Regions from separate parts of the Sus scrofa genome. Here regions 1 and 2 are each linked to region 3. A link is a contact called in public Hi-C and promoter capture Hi-C data. All regions are on one chromosome and are shown on one strand. The core of a region is the stretch at or near the end of the contact, and the rest is flanking DNA. Distances in the headings are between cores, read along the strand shown.

What was found. Promoter capture Hi-C pulls out the DNA fragments that hold promoters and counts their contacts. Hi-C and Micro-C count contacts between places; a contact is called where the count stands out from the background.
Region 1: a Hi-C map of liver shows a contact between it and region 3, with 7 times the contacts expected there. The contact joins the enhancer-like site here to the promoter of DNAJC22 in region 3. A contact is called at or near these places in 1 of 5 promoter capture datasets (fetal liver) and 3 of 47 Hi-C or Micro-C datasets (embryonic fibroblasts, liver and undifferentiated spermatogonia).
Region 2: a contact with region 3 is called in a promoter capture Hi-C map of fetal liver, with 2.5 times the contacts expected there. The contact joins the promoter of FMNL3 here to the promoter of DNAJC22 in region 3. A contact is called at or near these places in 1 of 5 promoter capture datasets (fetal liver) and 2 of 47 Hi-C or Micro-C datasets (embryonic fibroblasts and mesenteric adipose tissue).

The regions. Positions count from the first base shown.
Region 1 is chr5:15,698,229-15,700,928 of Sscrofa11.1, forward strand. No RefSeq gene overlaps it. Among named protein-coding and RNA genes, the nearest start is that of TMBIM6, 26 kb to the left of the region's middle. Within about 2 kb of position 1,308, at least 15 of the 83 cell types and tissues checked have an H3K27ac peak or open chromatin away from gene starts, as enhancers often do. A contact at or near this core is called in fetal liver and liver, where this site is marked.
Region 2 is chr5:15,644,736-15,647,435 of Sscrofa11.1, forward strand. It overlaps FMNL3 (formin-like protein 3), which reads right to left and starts at 1,314. Exons shown (of 25, transcript XM_021091615.1): 1 at 940-1,314. The coding sequence starts at 1,065.
Region 3 is chr5:15,321,156-15,323,855 of Sscrofa11.1, forward strand. DNAJC22 (dnaJ homolog subfamily C member 22) reads left to right here and starts at 1,334. Exons shown (of 4, transcript XM_005655559.3): 1 at 1,334-1,764; 2 at 2,539-2,700. The coding sequence starts at 2,656.

The DNA.
Region 1 (2,700 bases), core at 58-2,557, 380 kb after region 3:
CCTCCACACACTTTGCCTGACTCACTGTACACGGCAGCTCTTAATTTTTTGTTTTATTTATTTATGTATTTATCTTTTTTTAGGGCCTCACCTGCGGCACATGGAAATTCCCAGGCTAGGGGTCAAATCGGAACTGCAGCTGCAGGCCTTCACCACAGCCACAGGGATGGAGGATCCTTACCAACTGAGTGAGGCCAGGGATTGAACTTGCATCTCATGGATACCAGTCTGGCTCTTAACCAGCTGAGCCACAGTGGGAACGACCCCACTCCCTTTTTTTGGTACACCCATGGCATGTGGAAATTCCCAGGCCTGCTATCGAACCCATACCCATACCACAGCAGTGACCTGAGCCTCTGCAATGACAACACTGGATGATTAACCCGCTGTGCCACAAGTGAACTCCACTGCAGGTCTTAGTTTTTTTTTTTTTTTTTTTTTGTCTTTTTTTTTGTCTTTTTTTTTGCTATTTCTTGGGCCGCTCCCGCGGCATATGGAGGTTCCCAGGCTAGGGGTCGAATCGGAGCCGTGGCCACCGGCCTACACCAGAGCCACAGCAATGCAGGATCCGAGCCGCGTCTGCAACCTACACCACAGCTCACAGCAACGCCGGATCGTTAACCCACTGAGCAAGGGCAGGGACCAAACCCGCAACCTCATGGTTCCTAGTCGGATTCGTTAACTACTGCGCCACTACGGGAACTCCAGGTCTTAGTTTTGATACCACCTCTTCTAGGAATCCTCTGAGCCCTCCAAACTGGGTGAGAGCCCCTTCCGGGGGCCCCCATGGCATTGGGGCACCCGCCATCATAGCACTGCCCACGTTCTCCTATGACAGATCACCCGGTGACTGGCATCACCCAGTAGAACTGTGAGACCCAAGGGCTGGGACATGCCCCGTTCGTCTCCGGTCCCTGATCTAGCTTGAAGCTTCACACCTGCTAGGTGCCCAATGAATGTTTGTTGTATAAACAAGTATGGGTGGATGAGAATGAAGGAATGAGGAGGAGGCATGGCGTGGGGAGGAAGGGCCTCTGCCAAGGGTCCTGATTTCAGAAGGGGCAGGGAGAGGCAAACCAGGCCCAGAGCCCCTTCTGCTCCCTTGCCAACGCTACCTACCTTATTGCGGGAAAAGTGGCCACCACGAGGCCCGGCTGGGGGCCCGACTGGCAGGGGAGGTTCCAGGGGTAACAGACTCCGACAGAAAAGAGTTTATATCGGTCCAAGTCCACGTTCACGTTCTCTGTGCAATGTGTGGGGTGGGTGTGGGGAAAGAGTAGCCGGGATTCCGTGTGTTGGTCAGTAACGGTGAAAGCAGGGCACCCTGCATCTCCTACTCTCGCCACAGGGTGGCAGTTCACGCCTGCAAACCTCTCACGTGGGCGCTGCCGCCATTGCGCCACCTGGTGGCCATACATTTTCCAATTGTTCCGTAGGAAATGATTTTTTAAGTATGAAGAATCGCAAAAGAACACATGCAGCAAACATAAATTTGCGGCATTTTTAGTACTATTATTTATTGTCTTCGTGGTTAACTATTATTTTCCCCATTTTTAAAGTTTTATTGAAGCATAGTTGATTTAAAATTTGCAGCTTTTAGCATCAACAGTCTAAAGTCTTTTTCCTGGAGGCTGAGAATCTCATCACTTTAGCTGGTTTTCTGGGGTTTTTCCTTTCTCCCTCATCTGAGTTATAGTTCTCTGTCTTCATTTTTAGAGCTTTTTGGTGTGGTAACCTTTTTACAGATAGTCATTACTCATTATTACCTTACACCAGCCAGAATGGCCATCATCAAAAAGTCTACAAACAATAAGGACTGGAGAGGGTGTGGAGAAAAAGGAATCCTATTACACTGTTGGTGGGATTGTAAATTGGTGCAACCACTGTGGAAAACAGTATGGAGATTCCTCAGAAAGCTAAACATAGAACTACCACTTGATCCAGCAATCCCACCCTAGGCATCTATCCAGAGAAAACCACAACTTGCAAAGGCACATGTACTCTGATGTTCATTGCAGCACTATTTACAATAGCCAAGACTTGGAAACAACAACCTAAATATCCATCGACAGAGGAGTGGATCAGGATGTGGTACATATACACACTGGAATATTACTCAGCCATTAAAATGAATGAAATGCCAGCATTTTTAGCAACATGGATGGACCTAGAAATTATCATACCAAGTGAAGTCAGCCATACAATGAGACACCAACATCAAATGCTTTCACTGACATGTGGAATCTGAAAAAAGGACACAAGGAACTTCTTTGCAGAACCGATGCTGACTCACAGACATTGAAAAACTTATGGTCTCCAGAGGAGATAGTTTGGGGGGTGGGGAAATGTGCTTGGGTTATGGGATAGAAATCCTGTGAATGATCATTATACAACTACAGATGTGATAAATTCATTTGAGTAATAAAAAAAAAAAGAAAAAAAAGTATCAAGGGACAGTTCTCCAAATAAAGTGTGACTATGGGCAATCAAAAATTATAGCTGTTCACCATAACGTTCAAGTTAGCTCTAGCTTGAAAATTAGGCAAATTAGAGAGACAAAAAAATAGCTGACATTGGATAACTTAGAAAATCAGAACTAGCTTTAGGAGACTTTGGCCATGTAATGTATGTCTTCTCGATTATGATAAATGTCTAAATAAAAAGTGAAAATTTAGTTAGAGTTGTAGCCTCTCTTACTTC
Region 2 (2,700 bases), core at 64-2,563, 320 kb after region 3:
AACAGATTCTCTGGCTCCATCTCAGTGATACCAGCTCAGATCCTCTCTGTCCACAGAGCCACTGACATCAATGTCCAATTCCCACACCAAAGAATCCCAAAGTCAGCTCTAAAAACTCATCCATACAGATCACTTAGGAACCTACAGAAAGACTAAAAAAAGTACAGCCCCAAAAACCAAACCCAGTCGCTAGGGCTTAACATAAAAAGTGGGGAGGCGGGGGAGGCAGGATGGTTCGTGTATTGTTTCAATTGGAAAAATACACTAGTGAAATGGCTTATCCACATGTTCAGGCCTTTTAGGCAAACCCACTGTAACTTTGCAGGATGCCTGCAGGCCGTTCTGAAAATAAGAGGAATGGCAGCACTCTTTATTCCACCCTCTTCAAGAGCTGCCAGCTCCCCTCCATTCCCTACCCACCCCCCTCTCCCCCAAACATCTGGTCCCGGCTGGGAGTAGGACCCACTCCCTGGAAAGTCTCCATGTTAACATCAGAGGTGGTCTCCCCAGTCAGAGAACGCAGACTTAGGCTGAGGAGTGGGCCGGCCCTGCGCTTCTGAATTCCCCCCGCACCAGCCAGAGGCTTAGGAGTGAGAATTCTAAGGACCTGGGGAGACTGTCAGGGAAGTGGGGCGGGGGGGGGGGGGAGCGAGAAGGGCGGCAGAAGGGGGAGGGGCGAGGAAGAAGTCTGGGTCCCGGGGCGGTCCCGGGCTGGGGACCCCTCCTCTTAAGCGTCCAGCGGTTGAGGCGGTCGGTCGGGAGGTCCCTGATGGGGCTGCTCAGAGGTTCCCGGGAAGGCGCTGGGGGCCGAGGTCTGTCCAAGGCCCTGACTGAAGAGGTGGACCGGACCAAGGGACTCGGGCAAAGTCCCACCTGAGGCGCTGGGACCTGGGGGGGGGGGGGCGGTAGGAGGGGGAAGGGACTAGGCTCGGCTCTTACCAGCACCAAGGCGAACCTCTCCTCCAGCTCACAGGGCTCAGGCATCGGCATCTTGCCGGTCGGCGGCAGCAGCGAGACAGAGGGCGGCTCGCCCGGGCTCCCCTCGGTGCTCTCCAGGTTGCCCATCGCTGCGGGGCCCCCTCGGGGGCCTCAGCCCCCCACCTCCAAGCCCGGGGGTCTTGGGCTGGGCCTGTCGGACTCGGCTCCTCCCTCAGGGCCGGCTACCCTAGTCCCGACTCCTCGGCCGGGTCGGGGGCTGAGGGGCTCCTTAGGGTCCGGCAAGACCCGGAGCGGACAGCGGCACCGAAGCGACCGGCTCCAGCTAAAACCCGCCGCCTCGCCGCTCTCAGCGCGCCGCCCCGGCGCTGCCCCTCCCCGCCCCCCGCGCTCTTTCCCTTCCCCCCCTACTTCGCTTCCTCCCACCCACTCCCGGCCGGGACTCCGGCTTCCCCCCGAGCGCCGACTGCAGCCGCGCGCCCCATTCATGCAGGCCCCGCCTCTCGCCCACGGGCCTCCCGGGCAGCCCGCCTCGCCCCGCCCCCTCCTGAGTCCGATTGACGGCCTCAACTGCCAATCACAGTGCCTCCAGCACCGCGGTGGCCTCGCGCCTGGCGCTTGGCGCGCCCTGGCGGCCCTGGTGCGTATCTAATCATCGCAGTTGCTGAGGGCGTGAGGTGTTGGGTTGGTCCCTGGGAAACGGCCCTTTACCATAATAGCTCATAATATATACAAATAAATAAGATACAGGGCACCGAGTGAACAGATAACTGCAAGAGAAGTAGAAACGTCTAGGATACTCAGAAGTGGGAGAGAGACCACACCTGTTAGAGTCACGGTAAGAGGGAGAATTTGAATCGGGCATTTAGGAATGGGGACTACCTTAACTGCCTGAGACAGGTGAAAAGGATTTAGGAGAGGACCTTACCGACGTTCAAACGTTGATCTGCTTGAATGTGAAAATGGTGAGGCAGGAGAAGGATGCTGCTCTGGGCTAGGTCTATTGGGAGGGTCGTCATTTATGATGTGATGGCCTTCTGTTGTTTCTGCCACCCTGCATACCTCTTCCTCAAGCGATAACATCCCGTCTCCTTTTAGGGAACTACGTTCGCCTGTCCTCAGTCCATGTAGAGCTGAACTTCACCTCCATTCCAGGAGGTCCCATGACCCAGGCCTGGCGAATCAAAGCATTTTCTTCCTCTACCTTTGGAGACTGTTTTAGGAATTGACAGTTGACTTAAGCCAGAATATAAAACTCATTTCTAAGGCTTTCACTGGAATAATCAAGAAAGAGACATTCTCTTGGAGTTCCCATCGTGACTCAGTGGAAACAAATCTGGCTAGCATCCATGAGGACGCAGGTTCGATCCTTGGACTTGCCCTGTAGATTAAGGATCTGGTGTTGCCTTGAGCTGTGGTATAGGTTGAAGAGGTGGTTCAGATCTGGCGTTGCTGTGGCTGTTGTTTAGGCCAGCAGCTGTAGCTCTGATTCAATCTCTAGCCTGGGAACCTCGATGTGCCTCAGGTGTGGCCCTAAAAAGACTTAAAAAAAAAAAAGAGGCAATCTCTTCCCATACCATCACCCATAACACTTCAAGCTTGCTTGAGAATGAAGCCAATGCAGAGGAAAGCAAATGCTAAGGAGTTCCCTTGTGATGCAGTGGATTAAGGATCTGGCACTGTCACTGCAGTGACTGGGGTCATTGTTATGGTGCAGGTTCAGTCCCTGGCCCAGGAACTTCCACATGCTGCAAGTGTGGTCAA
Region 3 (2,700 bases), core at 84-2,583:
TTTCCTCTCGGTAACGGCTCTTCTCCCGCCCCTGCCCCGCCGCAGCCCCCTCCCCGGGGCGCCTTTTCCTCTCTCACTTCTCCCTCTCTCCTCCGCCCCCCCACTTGTTTCTCCATCTTTTTCTCGCGCTCAATCGCCCTTGGGGCCCTGGCTCGCACCTCACAACGCGCTTCTCTACCACCCGTGTCCAGGCTTCCTGAGATCGAGCCCTTAGCCCCCTTCCCGGCCCCCACTCGCTGGGAGGCCGGAGCAGCCCAGCACCCAGGGGTTCTTCTAGCGGCTCGCGGCAGCCCCGGGGCCCAGGCGGCCTGCCCTCTTCCCTCCCCCTCCCGCCGCTGCCTCTCCAACCCCTCTCCCTGCGCCCAGAGCTAGTTTGTTTGTCCAGCGGCGGCTGCTGCCGCGCGAGCTGTTTGCCGAGCTTAGCGCGCCGCCGCGCACTGGCGGCCCAATTAAGTCTCATTCATTATTCAACGCCCCTTCGGCCCCCGCCCCCCAGCTGGCGGCTCCGGCGTCGTTCCGGGGTCCCTCACAGCCCTGGCCCCTCAGTGAGCCCTAGGGGGCAATATGCGAAGCCGCATTCCCTCCCCAGGCCGGGATAAAGACTGAGGGGGCTGGGAATGTGGAGGGAACAGAAACTGTCTGTCGACTGCAGGGAGGCCTTCCAAACCCACTCTACCCCCAGGTCAAATCTGGGGGACCTGGGAGATCCCCGCGTTTCCTTTACAGAGGAGGAAACAGGCCCAACAAATAGCAAGACTTGGCCAAGGTCACCTAGCAGGACTGGAGACCACGACACTGAAATGAAGGCACTTGCGTCCCCCTTCCATCTCAGCATCGAGGCAGGAGGACGCAGGCTGTTCTGGTGGGGAGACCGTCATTCCCACCCCTTTTTCTCCCGGAACTCCCTTTCGCCAAAGTCAGGGAAATACAGAGGATTTGGTGTTCCTGAGGGATGGGGAGGCTCCTCGGGTCTCAGGTTCAGATCTAAATGTAGCGCCCCCGACTGACAGGCCTGGAGGCAGGGCAGGGAGGCTAATTCCACCGGACAGTCCGTCTCTACAGACAGCCTTAGAGGAATTGGAAGTGGAGCCATCCAAGGCACCGGGGCAGTGGAGTACGGAGAAGGGAGTGTAGCCTGAGGTGAGGGAGGAGTCACATACCTATTGGTGGGAGTGAATGAGAGCGATCAAGCGCTGGTCTGTGCGTTTATAATGGCCCAACCGGGGCTTCCTTGCTGGGGCAGTTGGGCCAAGGTGAGCCTGGAGACCCGCCCGTCACGGTCAGCGCGCAAGCGGCAGCGCCACCTGGTGGTTGTGGTGTCGCGGTGCAGGTGCACTCGGCCTGGAGTGGGCGCCATGCAAGCCAGGTTGAGCTTGGGGAGGCTGAATACGCAGCGGAAAACCTTAGACGAGCCCTACCTTGAAAGGTGATCCCTACCCGGGCCGGGAGGGCCTTGGGGAGGGGCCTGGCCAGGACGGCCCGACTTCCGTGACACGGCAAACACAGAAAGACAAAGTCCATTTGGATGGAATCGGAGCGGAGAGAGAGGGGCCATTTTGACTCTGGGGTCAAAGGGAATGACCGATCTACTGGGGTCCGGGAGCGGAGGCACCCAGGTATGGCTGCTCACCCTGGGACCAGCAGGTGGTGGCTCGTGGGCGTGCCCCCATTCTGTGTAGAGGAGAGACACTGGCAGGCACACTTTGGCATCTGGTTTGATATTCTGGGGGTTCGTCTGGTCGCTGCGGCTTCTGAGAGACTCAGGTCTGTTCTGGAAGGAGGTGGACGAATTGTAGGGTGCCAGGGTCTAAGGTCAAAATGTAGTTTTCCAGAGCTGGAGGGAATTCAGAACCTCTTGCAACTTTGGCTTGTGGGAAGATTTCCTCTTCTGGAGAGATGGGAGACTGGAAAGGGGCTAAAACCTCTGCCAACTGAAGGCAGCCCTCTCAAGAGTGGAGAAGCCTGCGGCGAAGGGTGTGTAGCAGGGGACTTTAAAAATGTGTAGGAACTGAAGATCAGTGGGTTAAAGGATCAGTCTGTGGTGTAGGTTGGCAGCTGTAGCCCTTTTATTTTTTTGGTCTTTTTAGGGCCGCACCTGTGGCACATGGAGGTTCCATGGCAGCTGTAGCTCTGATTTGACCCCTAGCCTGGGAACTTGCATATGCTGAGGTGTGGCCCTAAAAATAAAACGTGTAGGAACTTTCGAAGGACATTGTATTCACTCCTATTCACTCCGCCCCCCAACCCATGTGTCTTTCCAGGAGGTCAGTGGTCTGAGGAGAGGTCTGAAAGTTAAACTTCTGCTTTTTTTGTCCATGTACTGAGTTCTTGGTTACTCAGCTGAAAGCATTTAAAACATTCCTCCCCCTTAAATTTGGAGTCACTGTGGTTGTGAAAAGCAGAGATGAGGTTCTAGACGGAGGGTATGGGAGAACCACAATTTCAGGGACATTCAGGAAGATTAGTATTGGAAGGAAAAATGGTTACTCTGTTGGGACCTGGATATAATCTTATGACCGCTTTTTTCCATGACTTAAGGTCCAAGGATAACTTTGGGGCCATGACTGCCATGATTCTCACAGTGGATCCCGGATTTCTGCATTCCAAGCAATGGCAGGTGCCACTGGACTTGTTCTGAGAACTTTTTCCTAAAGGATGGCCAAGGGGCTCCTGATGACCTATGCCCTTTGGGCTATAGGG